Linked DNA regions of Sus scrofa: all the other regions are linked to region 1. Evidence: chromatin contacts called from public Hi-C and promoter capture Hi-C data. All regions are on one chromosome and are shown on one strand. The core of a region is the stretch at or near the end of the contact, and the rest is flanking DNA. Distances in the headings are between cores, read along the strand shown.

Region 1 (5,147 bases), core at 1,418-3,917:
CCTCGGATCTGGTGTTGCTGTGGCTGTGGCATAGGCCAGCAGCAATAGCTCCAATTAGACCCCTAGCCTGCGAACCTCCATATGCCACAGGTGTGGCCCTAAAAAAACAAAAGCCAAAAAAAAAAAAAGTCCAAAAAGTTAATTGAGTCCAGAGACTATATTATTTGGCTCACCTTTTTTTATTTTTATTTTTTTAAGGCCACACACTTTAAGCATACATTAGTTCCTAAACTAGGGGTTGAATCAGAGTTGCAGCTGTGGGCTACAGCCACACTGGATCTGAGCCATATCTGCAACCTTCACCACAGCTTGTGGCAATGCTGGATCCTTAACTCACTGGGTGATGCCAGGGATTGAACCCGCATCCTCACAGACACTATGTCAGGTTCTTAACCCGCTGAGCCACAATGGGAACTCCTCTAGCTCACCTCTGAATCCAGCAGATCCCTGTAGGGCTTGGCATGTAGTAGGTACTCAATAAAAAAGTCATTAAATAAATGTACCAAGAACAAGATGGGAAGCAAACAGGTAATGGACAAAAAACACTGGCATAAGACCAAAAGGAAGGCAGGTAGCAGAGATAAAAACTGAGGTTAAAATGTCCCTACATCACTTCCAATTCCTAATTTCAATGAGGAAATAACTACTTCTCCCTAAGATAGTTTCTTTCTAGAGGAAAAGGGTCCAGAGCCAGACTCTAGAATTAAAGTGTCCTAGATTTCCCAATTAGGTATGTATTTAAAGCCTCCCAATTTTGGATAATGGACTAAATCCATGGGGTGGTGAGAGAACTGAGGGCAAAAATAATAAATGCTGGAGTTCCCATTGTGGCTCACCAGTTAACAAACCCGACTAGTATCCTCGAGGACACGGGTTCAATCCCTAGTCTCACTCAGTGGGTTAAGGATCCAGTGTTGCTGTGAGCTGTGATGTAGGTAGCAGACCAGGCTTGGATCCAGCGTTGCTGGGGCTGTGGCGGGCGTAGGCCGGCAACTGTAGCTCAATTCAACCCCTAGCCTGGGAACTTCCATATGCTGAGGGTGCAGCCCTGAAAAAAAAAAAAAAAAAAAAAAAGTGCTTGGAGTTCCTATAGTGGCTCAGCAGAAAAAATCTGACTAGTATCCATGAGGACGCAGGTTTGATCCCTTGTCTTGCTCAGTTAGTTAAGAATCCAGTGTTGCCATGAGCTGTGGTACAGGTCACAGACGAGGCTCAGATCTGGCGTTGCTGTGGCTGTGGTGTAGGCCAGCAACTACAGTTCCAATTCGACCCCTAGCCTGGGAACCTCCATTTGCCGAGGATGCGGCCCTAAGAAGACTAACAACAACAAAAAAAAAGCGTTTCAGTTTATTGAGCACTTGCTACCTTCCAGGTACCATGCCAAGTGCTTTCCTGTATCATCTCATTTAAGCTCAAAGACAACTGACAAAGGAGGTACCACTGACCTTGTTTCATAACTAAGAAAGAAGCCTAACTTCAAAGTACAAATAAAGTGTGCTTTAATGACATAAAAAGCTCTGAACTGGGAGTCAGGCAACCTGGGTTCTAGTCCCTGCACCACCATCAACTTAATCTGTGACCTTAGGCAACTTGACTTCTGAGCTTCGGTTTAATTATCTGTAACATCTTAGAGGGTCGTTTCTGTCACTCAAAGTGTGTTTAATGTTTTAACAAAGCAAGCCACAGAATCATTTGGATAATATTATTCCTTTTGCACAAATTTTAAAATATATATATGTCCTGTCCCAGGCATAAATATTGACGAGAAGGAAACAGAAAACAACTAAAGTACTTGTTTTGGAGAAGAGGAAGTCTGGAAGGGCTGTTACTTTCCATCTTGTTCCTTCCCATAACGTTTCTAACCACGTGTACTTGAAAAAAAAAAAAAAATTATCAACCGGTTCATCTGAACAGTGAGATATTATTGGGTCATTTTTCTTCTCTCTACTTCTTAATTTAATACGAAAAAGAAATGACCTAATTTTATTTTCAAACTAAAGCTGGATGAATGTTACGAGTCTCAAGGTTCCTATTCAGAAGAATCAAAAAATGCTTTGGAAGCACTACCATGTGACAGATCCAATGCTGGGAACTTCACTATTCCTGGCATTTGATCTTCACACTGCTGTCTGGGGAGGTGGACAGGAGACAAGGAAACCAAGGCCCTGAGAACAGGTCATTTGCCCTAGCTCATACAGGTTGAGAGGAGCGGAGCCAATTTTTAAAGACTCCTGCGTGACATCCCTTAACCTCTGCCATTCTAGAGCCGAAGCTCTGGGGGGAGATCCCAGAAGCAGGCCCCCTAAATCTTTCCCTTCTTTGCCTCCAAACCCTGGAGATGCTGGTGCCCCTTCCGCAGTGAAGCTTTCATGGCGGAGAGCGTCTGCTCCCTCAGGCCTCGGTTCCTAAGGCTTTCCCCCCGAGTCCCATCCTAGGTGAGGGAGACGTCCAGTCCCCAGCAGTCTTCAGCACCCACCCGTTCCAAGCTTCCGATGCAGGGAGACCCCGGAGGAGGCGGCTGACCCGTGCCGGGGCAAAGGAAGGCCCTTCCCACTCTCGCCTCCAGACTAGTCCAGAGGTGCTATCACCTCTAGGCCACAAAGCCCTCACCTCCGCTTCCCGCTGAGTCGCAGAGCCTCCGCCTGCTCCCCCTGCACACGGGACCTTAGCCCCACCCGTCCCCTTCTCGGCTTTCTGGGAAATGGAGTCTTAATTGTACAACTGACGCTCAACAACGCAATAACGCACAGCCTCTCTGCATGCTGGGAGTTGTAGTCCGTCGCTACGAAGCACGAGAGAAAAAGGAAATTTGGCCGAGGAGGAAATCAAGGCAGCGTAAGAGCACCGTGAAGCATGTCGGGAGTTGAAGGCAAAGATGGATAGGCTGCCGGGCCTGGCACATTTCTGCACATGCTCTGCGTGGAGACCTCTGGGAATTGTAGTTACTAGAGACGATGGCTCCATTTTCTAGGTGATTGCGGCTTCCTATTCAAAGCAGAGGGCCTGCCTTTCTCATGAGGCTGCACTCCGAATATTTTCGCCACCCGCCCTTCTCCGCTAGCAGGGGTTAAGGCAGATGACAGAAATAACATTGGCTTTCTAAAATAAGAGATGAAACGTGGGCACTTCAGTGCCAGTCGATGATCTAGTCACAAAATGTCAGACTAGAGGAAACCTCAGGATCTAATCCAGCTATTCCACTTAATTAAGGAGTACTGGGAGGATTTCACGCTGTCAACCTCCTGGCCCCTAATCACCGGTTAAGAGTGGCAGGCATCCCTAGCTTTGCCCTTGAAGGACAAAGTTGTTTCTACAACCAGCCTCAGCCTCGACACCCCCACTTCCCTGGCCATCAGAGGCTGTGGCTTATAATGTCGCCCTTTCACACCCACTCTTTATGCAAATTTTTTTTTTTTTTTTTTTTTGCTTTTTAAAGGCCACACCCTAGGCATATGGAGGTTCCCAGGGTAGGATCCAATTGGAACTATAGCTGCCGGCCACAGCCACAGCATGTCTGAGCTGTGTCTGCCACCTACACCACAGTTCATGGCAACACCAGATCCTTAACCCACTGAGCAAGGCCAGGGATCCAACCCCAAACCTCATGGTTCCTAGTTGGATTTGTTTCCACTGCACCATAATGGGAACTCCTTGTGCAAACCTTTTTTTTTTAACTTTCCCAGGTGCTGATGGGTGACACTGGTAAACAGTGGCCAGGCAGAAGTAGAATACCGGGCATAGTATTATATAATTTTACCCTCATGTAGAATTTTAGAGAATGGAAGAGGCTGACACCCCTTACCTCAATCTAAGTGGACTTGGAAATCATTTGCGCCCCCCCCAATCTGTTAACCAATACAACCCCAAAGAATCAGTCAAAATCCAATGTAGTAATCAATGGGTTTTATTTTCCTATAACTGAAATCATCTACGGTTCTCAGAGCTAAACTTCAAAGCTACAGTCAGCAATTTTTCATCAGAGCCCAAGGGAGAGGGGCAAGGGTGAAAGAGACAAGAGACGGAAGAGGCAGAGAGACCACTAGAAAGAGGTTGGGAGAGGGCGCTTAATTCCCTCTGGCCTCTCGGTGGGTTACAAATCTGATCTGGTGACGACACTGAGGGGACCAGATGCGGGTATGTGGATGGGAAATGACACCAGAAGGAACACCAAAGCCTCAGCTACAAAAAGAAAAGTCATCAAGCCCCAAACAGAAGGGGAGCCTCCCAGTGCACCTCAGAAATGGGAGCAACATTGGGGAAGAAAGGAGCAGAGTGGGGGGGGCGGCACACAAAGGGGTTGGGGGGGGTCTTTAAAATTTTTTTTTTTGTAATTTTCTTTTATTAAAAACATTTCCTAAAAAATGTGTCTTTTCCTTAATGTCTGGGTGACATATGGACTGTAGGCTGGCCTTGAGCACTGTGGGGAGAGGAAAAAGGGCAGCTAAGGATCTCCCCAGGGCATCCCATCTCTGGTCTGAGATCTAAAGGTGGGTGGATACTCCTCAACACTTCCACCCAAGCTGGGTGAAGTCAAGCATTCAGATCTCAGCTCCTTGGCCCAAAGAACCTGCAAACCCCCAAATCGTGGGATTGAGAGACTCCAATTCCCATGACACCCAGGGTCAGCAAAGGAGAAGGGGCATTGCCAATGAGGAAGGATTTGCGGAAGGGGGCCCCTCCCCCCAAAGCTATCCCACTTTCCCTGAATCTAGGCAGCTGGGATGACAGGTGTGGGAGGAAGGGCCAGGAGCTCAAGGAGATGCTAGAGCCTCCTGTCCACTCCCTACCCCAATGTGAAGACTGCCCTTCCCAGGCCCCAGAAGCCCACCTAGGCTTCCATCCCTTCCACTCATGACCCTGATCCCAACCAACCCAGAGGTCTAGAATGCCCGGGGGAGGGGGAGAGGGGTGTCGGGAGATGGAAAGAGCCAGTCGAGGCCCCGACAAATGCGCTGGGAAACAGCTCCAGGTAGGGAGGGACACAACGGCCTCATCTCATCCCATGGAGCAGAAGACATGGACCTGACTCGGATCACACTGGTGTGGGGACATAGAGGTGAGGGCCAGGTGGCCTGCCCCATCCAGATCAATCTCCAGGGGCTGAGCTCAGAAGGGGGAGAGTGAATGGAAGAGGAGAGCGGGTGGGG
Region 2 (5,147 bases), core at 806-3,305, 620 kb before region 1:
GCTCTAGTCTTGGGAAGTCCTTTCAGCGGTTCTAATTCCACTCCTCTAGTTGCAATAAGCAGCTCCTTTCTGAAGGAGCTGGACTAGAGAGAGCTCTACCCTGGGGACTCCCACCCTAGAAACCCTTTGCTCCTTCTTCTTTTTTTTTTTTTTGTCTTTTTAGGGCTGCACCCGCAGTGTATGGAAGTTCCCAGGCTAGGGGTCGAATTGGAGCTGCACCTGCTGACCTATGCCACAGCCACAGCAACTCGGGATCTGAGCTGCATCTGCGGCTTACACCACAGCTTACGGCAACAATGGATCCCCAACCCAATGAGCGAGGCCAGGGATCGAACCCGTGTCCTCGTGGATACTAGTTGGGTTCATTACCACTGAGCCACGAAGGGAACTCCAAGAAAGACTTCACTTCTATCTGCCACTCCATCTTCAGTCCCTCCACCCAGTTCCCCGTGAGGGTACTGCCTAGGCAGTTCTCACCATCCCAACTCCTTCAACAGCCTTGGGCCCAGGCCCTGTCTCCCTTCAGCCTTCTCTTCTCAGACCCCAAGTCTTTTTCCTCTCTTTATTTCCAGTGTTCTTGTGACAATGATGATAAACAGATCCCACTTATTTATTTAGGTATTTACATATTTATTGGCCACATTCACAGCATGCAGAAGTTCCTGGACCAGGGTTCGAACCCAAGCCACACAGTGACCTGAGCCAAAGCAGTGACAACGCCAGACCCTTAACCAGCTGACCCTTAACCAGTTACCAGGTAACACGTTATTTATAAAAGCACTAACCATTCAGAGTCTAAATCCCATGAGATACATGTTAACAATTATCTCCATTTTAAAGACAAGAAAACTGAGAATCAAAGCAGTTAGGAAACTTGCCCCGGGCAGACTGGAACTTAGGCCTCGATACCGAAGCCCAAGCTCTGAACCAAAAACATGGATCCTCTCAACTAGAGCTGATACCAAATTCAGCTTTGCAGCGAAAATGATTTCAATTCTGGAATGGAGTCATTTTATAAGGTTGGGGGAAGGGCAATAATGGCACTAAAAGCTGGCTTGGAAAGAGTTAAGACTCTACATCTATCCGCAACCCCCCTACCAACCCAAACTTACACTCTAAGTAAAAACAGTGCACTTGCTAAGCAAAGGCAGCTTCCAGATCCCTCCTTCCCAACCAGAAAGCCTATCTTAGCCCCGCCTCTGTGAAATTCTGGAGCCGCCACAGGCGGGTGGTGAACACAGCAATATTCCCTCATTCAGTCATTCACCACATTTTTCTTGAGCACCTACTGCACCTTGTGTAAATCCCAGAGGGGCTGAGAACCAAACGCAACTACCTTGATTTGAAAGAGTAGCAAAGATCCCGGCAGAGGGAAATCCTCCCCCCGCACCGGCCGGGCGTCAGAATGCTGGGCGTTCTCTGAGACGCACAGTAGAAGCCTGGAGCTTTCCTCGCCTGCGCCCCGCGCCCACTATCCGGCCTCCGCACCTTGCCCGGCTCCCACCCTGCCTCAGCGCCTCGAACCCCCGCTAGTAAGCGGCGCAAACACTCCTCTCCAACACAGGGTCCTTCCCCCTTGCCTGTGCAAGGTGTCCTCTTCCAACTCCACCACGCCCCCAGACCAGGCCACAAGGCAAACCCCGGCCTCCCTTCCCAAACACGCGCCACGCTACCCCGGATCGACCTCGCAGGACGCCCCCTACCCGCCGCCTCTTCCCTCCCGCTTCCCCGAGTGCCTGCTGGGCCCCCGCCCTCCTCTCCCCGGCCCTCCCATACGCCCGACGGTCTCAGAGACACCCCCCTCTTCACAGACCACTCCTCCGCACCCCCCCAATCCCCACCACCCGTACTACCTCCTTGACCGAGGCTCGATCGCAGATCACAATTTCCTCCTTGTCCTTAGGGGTCTTGACGGTGACCCGAATCGGGGGCCTCGTCTCGGCCCCGCTCGGCTCCGCCATGCCGCCGCCGCCGCCGCCACCCGGCCGCCCGCCAGCCCGCCCCGGCTCCTCCTCCTCCCCGCCCGCCCGGCGGTGCTCGGCTCCGGCGCCTCCAACACTCCCCTCTCCCCTCCCCTCCCCAAGGCTTCACCGCCCCCTCCGGACCAGCCGCAGCCACAGCGCCCCGGGCGGACCGGGGGGGCCACTGCAGCGGGGTCCGCCCAGGGCCGAGCCCGGGGTCTGCAGCCTGGGCAGGGCCTTGCTGGGCGGCGGCCCCCAAAGGGGCTGCTCCGGACAGGGGCGGGAAGCAAACTCTCCGGGAGAGACCACCGCCCGTGGTAGCCGGTCCGAGTCGCGCTGAGGTGCCAACCCCCCGCCCCCGGGCCCAAAGCTACCCGCCCCCTCCGCGACTAACTCTTTCTCCGGGACAAAGGACTTTCTGTGTCGCCGCTTTATCTCCGTTCCCTATGATAACTGGTCTTTCTTGGAAAGCCCAAATCCTTTCCAGGCCTGAGGCTTCTCCCGACTTGGAGGCTGAATTTTCCACTTCTGGATATCTACCTAAAACCTCTTCTGTAGGATTGACTTAATTCCCCTGAGGGTAGCGGCCTCCAAGAAGTCTATTCAGTACAGTTCCAGAGACCTGGATTTTTGCCTGCATGGCCTTTCTGAGCCTATTTCCTCAATAGCATCTATCTCCTCATCTCACAGAATTATGCATAATGTAGAAAATTGCTTTGAGAAGTAACCCAAGGTATGCCTGACAAGTATAGGAATTTTGTTTTCTTTTAATTACTGAATCGTGGATTGTCAAGCAGATATGACTCCTCTGCCCGAGAGGGTTAAATGTCCTTCCAGTACTGCCACTATCCTTTTACTCCCGCTCTTTTCCCCCATAACCGCGTGGTCTCACTGGAAAGGCGAACTGTAGTTCCCAGGGTGCCTCGCGAAGCTTCGAGGAACTACAATTCCCAGCGCCCCCCGCGGTGAGGCGGGGTTGAGTCAGAACCGCACAGTCAGGCCAGGAAACTACAACTCCCAGGAGTTCTGGAGCCGGGCAGCTGGACTACGGGAAGCGGCAGGCGGAGGCCAGTTATAGGAAACTCCGGGATCAGGTTGTGAAAGCCCAGGGTTAGGAGCCACAGGCATGCTGCGTCCCAAGGCTTTGACCCAGGTGCTAAGCCAAGCTAACACTGGAGGTGTCCAGAGCACCCTGTGAGTGCGGACCGAGAGGCCGAGCGGCGAGCACTGGAGTGGGGCTGCGCGCGGCTCTCCGAGGGAGGGGTGGGGAAGGCTCTCTGGGAAGGGAGGAGGTGGCAGAGGGGGCAGCCTTTGGGTGAACCGGCGAGAGGGCCACTCTTGAAAGAGAAACTGACGTGCTGGGTGTTTGGGGCATGTTCTAGGACACACTCAACCCAGACCCTTGCTTTCTAGGAGCGCCGGTGGGCGAGTTGGGATGGAAAGTCAGGTATTTTACTCCCCATCCTGAGCACGTTGATATCCGTTCTGATGCTTTTCCAGGCTGCTGAATAACGAGGGATCTCTGTTGGCCTACTCTGGTTACGGGGATACGGACGCCCGAGTCACTGCAGCCATCGCCAGTAACATCTGGGCGGCCTACGACCGGAACGGGAACCAAGCATTTAACGAAGACAATCTCAAATTCATCCTCATGGACTGCATGGTATGGAGAGGGGAGCCATTTCCTCTGTCCCTAAGGGGACCCCCAAGGGGCACCCTGGACCCCATCCTGGATGGTTGGGGCCCAGGGACAGGATTTCTGGAAGATTACTAAGAGTTGGTCTGCAGCAGCATTTATAATAGGCAGGACCCTATGTATCAAGTGGTGATGAGGAAGGAGTATTGGACCCGAGGTCTGGCTGGGTTCTAGTCTCAGCCAGCCACTTGCCATTTGTGGAACCTTGGGTAAGTCACAAGCTTTTTTACCACATCTCCAGTGTGAAAATAATCCCCACCACCACATCACGCACACAGGGTTGTTGTGATCAAATGAAAGGGTAGGTGTAAACTGTAGAGTGATATGCAGACACAAAGTGTTGTCATCTGAGATTCTCAGACTCAGAAGCATGGCAAAGTGTCCAGACCCTAGTCCAGTTCCTTCAGTTTACAGAAAAAGGAGATAAAGTCCAGAAAGAGGAAGCGCCATTAGACTGAATTTCTTGGGAACAGAACCTGTCTCATTCACCTTTATATCTGTTCAGTTAACAAATTTTTAGGTCCTTGCAGTATTCTCAGGACCTGGGAAAAAAATAGCAAACAGGACAAACAAAAACTGCAGCCCTAATGTCTCATATATGCCTTAAAATAAGTAAAATATGTATGTTTGTAAAATCAGTTCATAAATATGTTTTGTAACATACATACATAAGTTTAAAAAGTAGTATGTGGAGTTCCCGTCATGGCTCAGTGGATTAAGAACTAGTATCCAGGAGTTCCCGTTGTGGTGCAGCAGAAAAAAATCCTACTAAGAACCATGAGGTTGCAGGTTCAATCCCTGGTCTTGCTCAGTGGGTTAAGGATCCAGCGTTGCCATGAGCTGTGGTGTAGGTCGCAGACTCAACTTGGATCTGGTGCATTGCTGTGGCTGTGGCATAGGCTGGCAGCTGTAGCTCTGATTATATCCATAGGCTGGGAACCTCCCTATGCTTCGGGCGTGGCTCTAAGAAGCAAAACAAAACAAAAAACTGGTATCCATGGAGATGAAGGTGGATCCCTGGCTGGCTCAGTGGGTTAAGTATCCGGCATTGCTGCAAGCTGCAGCATAGGTCTCAGATTCGTCTCAGCTCCCATGTCTGCTGTGTCTATGGTGTAGGCCAGCAGCTGCCACTCTGATTCCATCCTTAGGCCAGGCACTTCTGTATGCTGCAGGTGCGGCCCTAGAAAGAAAGAAAAAGTAGTATGTTAGGTATTGAAAATGCTGTGGAGAAAAAGCAAGGAAGTGAGAGAGGGACAATATTACTGCAAAGGGGACAAGTCATCATAGATCTAAAGGAAGCTGGCAAGCCATATGGCTGTCTGGGCGAAGAACATTTCTGACAGAGAGAACAGTAAGTACAAAGGCCCTGAGGCAGAGGCACAATGATGCCTGGTCAAGAATCAACAAGGTTGAAGTGGCTGGAGTAGCGAGAGAATGGGAGAGGTTAGTAGATGAGGCCAGAGAGGCAGGAGATGCAGCATCTGGTTCTA
Region 3 (5,147 bases), core at 1,814-4,313, 570 kb before region 1:
TGTGCCCATGCCAGCGACAGCCCACATCACATGGGCCACATCTGGCTCCACTTGAGCACACCCTCCCCTCCTTTGTCCCTTCTCCTCCTCTGCCCAGAGGCCAGAACCGGAAGGACCCATGAGAACTTCACTTCTTTGGGTCCATCAGCCACCCCCCCCACCCCACCCCCCACCTCCACCACACCGCCTGCCCTTTCACAGCCTCTAACATAGTCACCCCTTCCCTTCCTTTCAGTCTCCTCATCCTCTCTTCCAGCCTTCATCCCCTGGACATCTTGACTGGGTCCTTCAGCACCCCCTCCCTCACCGTATCCTGACTTCTTGGACCTGCCCCCCTCTCCAGCCCCCCCTTGAACAGCAGATTGGGAAGGAGGAATTTTGCAAGGTTTGAGCCCCCAGAGCTGTCCCAGGGTAGGGGGAAGTCCTGGTTGCCTGGGGATTAAGTTTTCCCTAGCCCAACCTTCTGTCCTGCTATGAGCTTGGGTTGGCCTGGGGTGGGGGTGGGGGGGAAGTAGGAGGGGTGACCCCACAGATATGTGTGCGAGGAGCCTGCTCGGTGGGGGTGAAGGGCTGAGGAGAACATAATGGCTCACCCTTTTTTTTTTTTTTTTTTTTTTTTTTTTTGTCTTTTATGAGGGAGGAGTCTGGAAAGCCTTCTAGCTACTGGTCTCCCTCCTCCTTCCTCCTTGCTTAGCAACTGTTGCTGGGTAAATATTTGCCCCACCAGGAGCTGGGGCTGGATTGCTGGTGTCAGCCCCAGGCAGCTGCCCCTCTCCTCAATTCCTGTGCCTCCCCTCTGCCCAGCTCTCTGCTCCTGGATCCCCTGGTCCGGACTCCCCCCAGTTACCTCAAAGCTCAGTTCTTTCTCCCTCATAGTAGACTTTCTCTCCAACCTCCTCCCTCTACCCACTCTTTTTTTTGTTTTGTTTTGTTTTGTTTGGTCTTTTTGCCTTTACGTGAGCCACTCCCGCGGCATATGGAGGTTCCCAGGCTAGGGGTCGAATCAGAGCTGTAGCCACCAGCCTACGCCAGAGCCACAGCAACTCAGGATCCGAGCCGCGTCTGCAATCTACACCACAGCTCACGGCAACGCCGGATCGTTAACCCACTGAGCAAGGGCAGGGACCGAACCCGCCACCTCATGGTTCCTAGTCGGATTCGTTAGCCACTGCGCCATGACGGGAACTCCTCTACCCACTCTTATCTCTCCCTTCATCCCCATTTGCCCTCTGTGATCAACTCTCTCTCATGCATCCTCCACTAAAGTACCTGAGTGAAGCCCCCCCTCTGAGCCAGACCAGTCCCCTGCCTCTACCCTCCCCCGCCCCCCGCACCCCCTGGGAGTTGAGCCTGACTGTGGCTTCTGGTACATCGCTGTGCTCACTGAACCCCAGACCTCACCTCTCTGCCCCCACCCCGAAGCCTTAGTTCAGCTGTGCCGAGCTCCAGGCAGGGAGAGGAGAGGGCATGCGGGATGTTTTGAGGACGTCCCATCCATCCTCCCCGCCAAGGCCAGGAAGCTCCGCTTCAGGAAGCCAGCCCCATTTTCACCTCCTTTGGGGATGGGATTGAGGGAATCATGGCCAAGAGGAAACAGATGCCCTCTTGGCCCCTCCCTGGGCAGCCTGAGAGCACACCAGCCTCAGGCCACTCGTGCATCCTGTCCCTCCCAGCCAGGTCCCTGCTGCCCTACCGCTGCTCCAGTGGCTCCCCCATTACCTGCCACTCAGGGGTCAAGGGCCAAAGTGAAGTGGGCTCTCAGGGAGCCCTGTAAGCTTTGGATTTACTAGACAAAGAGGGCAATTGGGGTGTTACTCTGGGGCTAGCCTGTGGGCTGGCATAGGGATAGTGGGACAGGGGAATCTGGGGAGCTGGATCAAGGCAGGTCTAGAAAGGAGGGGGTTGGCTTGCATGATGTCCTTAGACTCCTCCCAGCTCTGAAGTTCTGGCTTCTAAGCAATGACTGATGAAGCACTGGCCCAAGGCAGTCCCTTCCATCCCATGGAGTCTCCCTCCAGGAGCTCCTGACCTTGGCCAAGGCCCTGCCCATCCACCTGCCACACGTGGCCGCCACTAATCCAGAAGTGCCCTTTGATCTGTTCCCCCATCAGGAAATCTCCTGCAGATTAACCACCATCCTCCCCGGGGAGAATTTGCTTTCCCAGTTGACCTCCCTGGGGTGAGTGCCAAGGGCTAGCCTTGGAAGGGGACCCTGAGGAACTTAGGGGCTGCAGGGGCTGGGAACCCAGGTTGGTTTTATGGTGAGGCTAAGCAAGGTGAAGCTCAGGGATCCACAGTGGCACAGGCCTTCCCAAGACCCTTAGAGGAGCCTGACCAGGTTTCCACGTGTTCACTTATCTGTGTGAAATCTGTAAAAGATATTCTCATATTTTTAAGATAGAGCCTCCCCACAAAAATTGGATGGACACTTAGGAAGACCAACTGTCCGGTTTTGCCAGGAACTGTTCGGGTTTGAGCACTGCAAGGCCCTTGTCCTAGGAAACTCCTCAGTGCTCTGCAAACAGGACAGGTGGCCACTAGTTTCAGGCCCCACATTGGGTAACGTTTGCTCAGCACCTGGACTGGGGGTGGGGGGGGAAACAGGGATCCTTTTCTGCCTCACTTCCTGGAAGCCTCTCGGCGCCTAGGGCTTGGGGACCCTTTTCGCCGGCCCCAGTTCTGGAGTTGTGGCGCTTCTGTTTGTTTCCTTGGCAACAGGGAGAGGAAACCCCCATTTAGGAGACCCGGGAGGCCCCGGCAACCACACACACACAGACACACACAGACTCACAGGCAGCCGCCCACACGCAGGCGCCTGCGTCAGAACCAGCCGTCAGCACTGCCCGCCTCCGGGCGGCGGGGGCGGGGGGGCGGGAGAGGAACCACCCCGCCGGAGTCCGGAGTCGCCCTACCAGCCCGAACCGATCTGCCCTGGAGGGAACAAGCCCCGTCCCCTTGGCTCCGCCCACGTCTCCGGGGCCCCGCCCCTTCCTACGTCTACCTCCCCTCCCCCACCCTCACCAGGTGGGGCGGGGCCAAAGCTGGGAGATAGGGAGCAGAGAGGACGAAGTCACTGCGGAATTCCTCTTTGGCTCTTGTCTGGTGTGTACCGTGGCAGTATTTTGGTGTGTATTGTGACGGTTCCAGGAAGCCTGAGGCTCACAGGTGGGGCGGCTCTCTGGGCCCATTTGAGTGGGGGATGGGGTTTGGAATGTCGGGCAGGGACTCCTGGGCAGACTCTCGGATTTTGCTGTTGGATGGAGCTCCTTTGGGGTCTGGACTGAAGGGAGGTGGGATGTAGTTAACCTGGAGGCAAATCCCTGGAGTTTGGGACCTGCTTCTGTCTCTTGTTGTGTGGCCTGGAGCATATCAGTTAACCTGGCCCAAGTCTCAATCTCCGTATCTGTATAATGGGCATCATGGTGTTTGCTTTGTGCATCTCAGAGAGGTTTGAGAGGGTTAAGGTAGTAATCTGGATTGTGAAAAGATGACACCTGGGAGACCTGCCCAGCCAAATGTGAAGTGTAAAGGGTTGGTTCTGTGCTCATTATCTAGCGGCCCTGTCTGGCCTGGCTGGAGCACCCAGGGAAGATAGCCAGCCCTACACTGACCCCTGCAACCCCTGCCTCATCATGGTAGCGATAATGCCCATCCCTTGAGGTCGATTAGCCCCTTCCAGTATGTCCAGAGTGATGTCCTGTCTCCTACAGTAGTGTGAAATAGGGTCCGAGTACTATTTGGGGGTTTCTGGCTGTGTTTGGGCAAATCTTAGCTTCTCCAGCCTGAGAAGCCCACTTTGTAAAGAGAGGGGTTTAATTCTCAGAGCCCTGGGGGCCTCTTAGGGGAGGGGCAAAGGATCACCAGGCAGGGGTCCCTAAACTTCCCTGCTAGAGAGACTCTGCCTCTGTCATTTAGTATATTGGGCTTTTGGGGTGAAATTTCATTCAAATGAGGGGTTCACTGGCTTTACAAAAGGCCATCAAACACGCTCCTTCTGAGGGCCTTCCCAGCTAAACTAAGCCAAGCTAATTGTTCTAAGCCTGCATCATTCCATCTAGCTGGGTCCGGATGGGAAGAAGGCAGTTACTCAGCTGGACTATCTTAGGTCAATTAGTCAACTTCTCGGAGTTTGGGTTTTTGGTATATAAAATGCAGATAATAATACCTTCCTCATAAGGCTGAAGTCAAGATGAAGTGGGATCAGCCCCACATGGCCCCTAGCCCAGTGCCTGGTATGTGGCAGCTACTTAAAGAACAGCCAGGTCCTTCCATACCACCTGTGCAGGAGTGACTCAGCAGTTCAACAGGTGTTTAGTACTTGACCCTGTGATCAAAGAATGAATAAGACAGGGACCCTCCCTCCAAGCACTCTAGGGAGTTCCTGTTGTGGCTCAGGGGAAACAAACCTGACTAGTATCCATAGGGATGCAAGTTTGATCCCTGGCTTCGCTCAGTGGGTTAAGGTAATCCATCGCTGCTGTGAGCTGTGGTGCAGGTTGCAGACGTGGCTCAGATCTGGCATGGCTGTGGCTGTGGTGTAGGCCAGCAGCTACAGCTCCAATAGGACCCCTAGCCTGGGAACCTCCATATGCTGTGGCTGTTGCCCTAAAAAGACAAAAAAAAAAAAAAAAAAAACCAACCCAGAAACATTATAAAGGGATTCCCAAACCATAGCCTTGACTCTCCAAATCACCCCCTATTTCCTAGACCCTCTCCCAAAGAGTCACCCCTTCCCACCCCTGTGGGGGCGTATAACTGTCTCCCAATGGCCTAGGTCCCACTGGAATCCTCCTCTCTCCCACTCCTACCTGTCCAGAATTACAGCCTGACAGCTAAGTGCTTGGCTTTCAGAGCAGGCCCACCTGTATCACAATCCCAGTTCTGCTACTAATCATATGACCTTATACAAGTGTTTCTCAACTGGATGTGATTTTGCCCCACAGGAGACATTTGGCACCTTCTGAAGACATTTTTGATTGTCATAACTGGGGGCAGAGGGCTAGGGATACAGCAAAACATCCCATATGCTTAGACCCACCCCTCACAGCAAAGAATTATCTGGCCTAAAATGTCAAGAGTGCCAGCTTTGAGAAACCCTGCCTTAGATGAATAATTTAACCTCCTTAGACTTCAGTGTCCCCATCTGT

The links. Promoter capture Hi-C pulls out the DNA fragments that hold promoters and counts their contacts. Hi-C and Micro-C count contacts between places; a contact is called where the count stands out from the background.
Region 2: a promoter capture Hi-C map of liver shows a contact between it and region 1, with 5 times the contacts expected there. The contact joins the promoter of UBQLN4 here to the promoter of MRPL24 in region 1. A contact is called at or near these places in 1 of 5 promoter capture datasets (liver), 2 of 47 Hi-C or Micro-C datasets (heart right ventricle and liver) and 1 of 2 datasets of contacts at active chromatin or transcription factors (skeletal muscle).
Region 3: a contact with region 1 is called in a Hi-C map of liver, with 1.9 times the contacts expected there. The contact joins the promoter of LMNA here to the promoter of MRPL24 in region 1. A contact is called at or near these places in 1 of 47 Hi-C or Micro-C datasets (liver) and 1 of 2 datasets of contacts at active chromatin or transcription factors (alveolar macrophages).

The regions. Positions count from the first base shown.
Region 1 is chr4:93,350,549-93,355,695 of Sscrofa11.1, reverse strand. MRPL24 (mitochondrial ribosomal protein L24) reads right to left here and starts at 2,667. Exons shown (of 6, transcript NM_001244448.1): 1 at 2,611-2,667. HDGF (hepatoma-derived growth factor) reads right to left here. Exons shown (of 6, transcript XM_013996955.2): 6 at 3,887-5,147.
Region 2 is chr4:93,973,294-93,978,440 of Sscrofa11.1, reverse strand. UBQLN4 (ubiquilin-4) reads right to left here and starts at 2,055. Exons shown (of 11, transcript XM_003125701.5): 1 at 1,854-2,055. The coding sequence starts at 1,961. LAMTOR2 (late endosomal/lysosomal adaptor, MAPK and MTOR activator 2) reads left to right here and starts at 2,880. Exons shown (of 4, transcript NM_001243627.1): 1 at 2,880-3,155; 2 at 3,462-3,624. The coding sequence starts at 3,088.
Region 3 is chr4:93,924,200-93,929,346 of Sscrofa11.1, reverse strand. It overlaps LMNA (lamin A/C), which reads left to right and starts at 3,063. Exons shown (of 13, transcript NM_001111257.2): 1 at 3,063-3,165.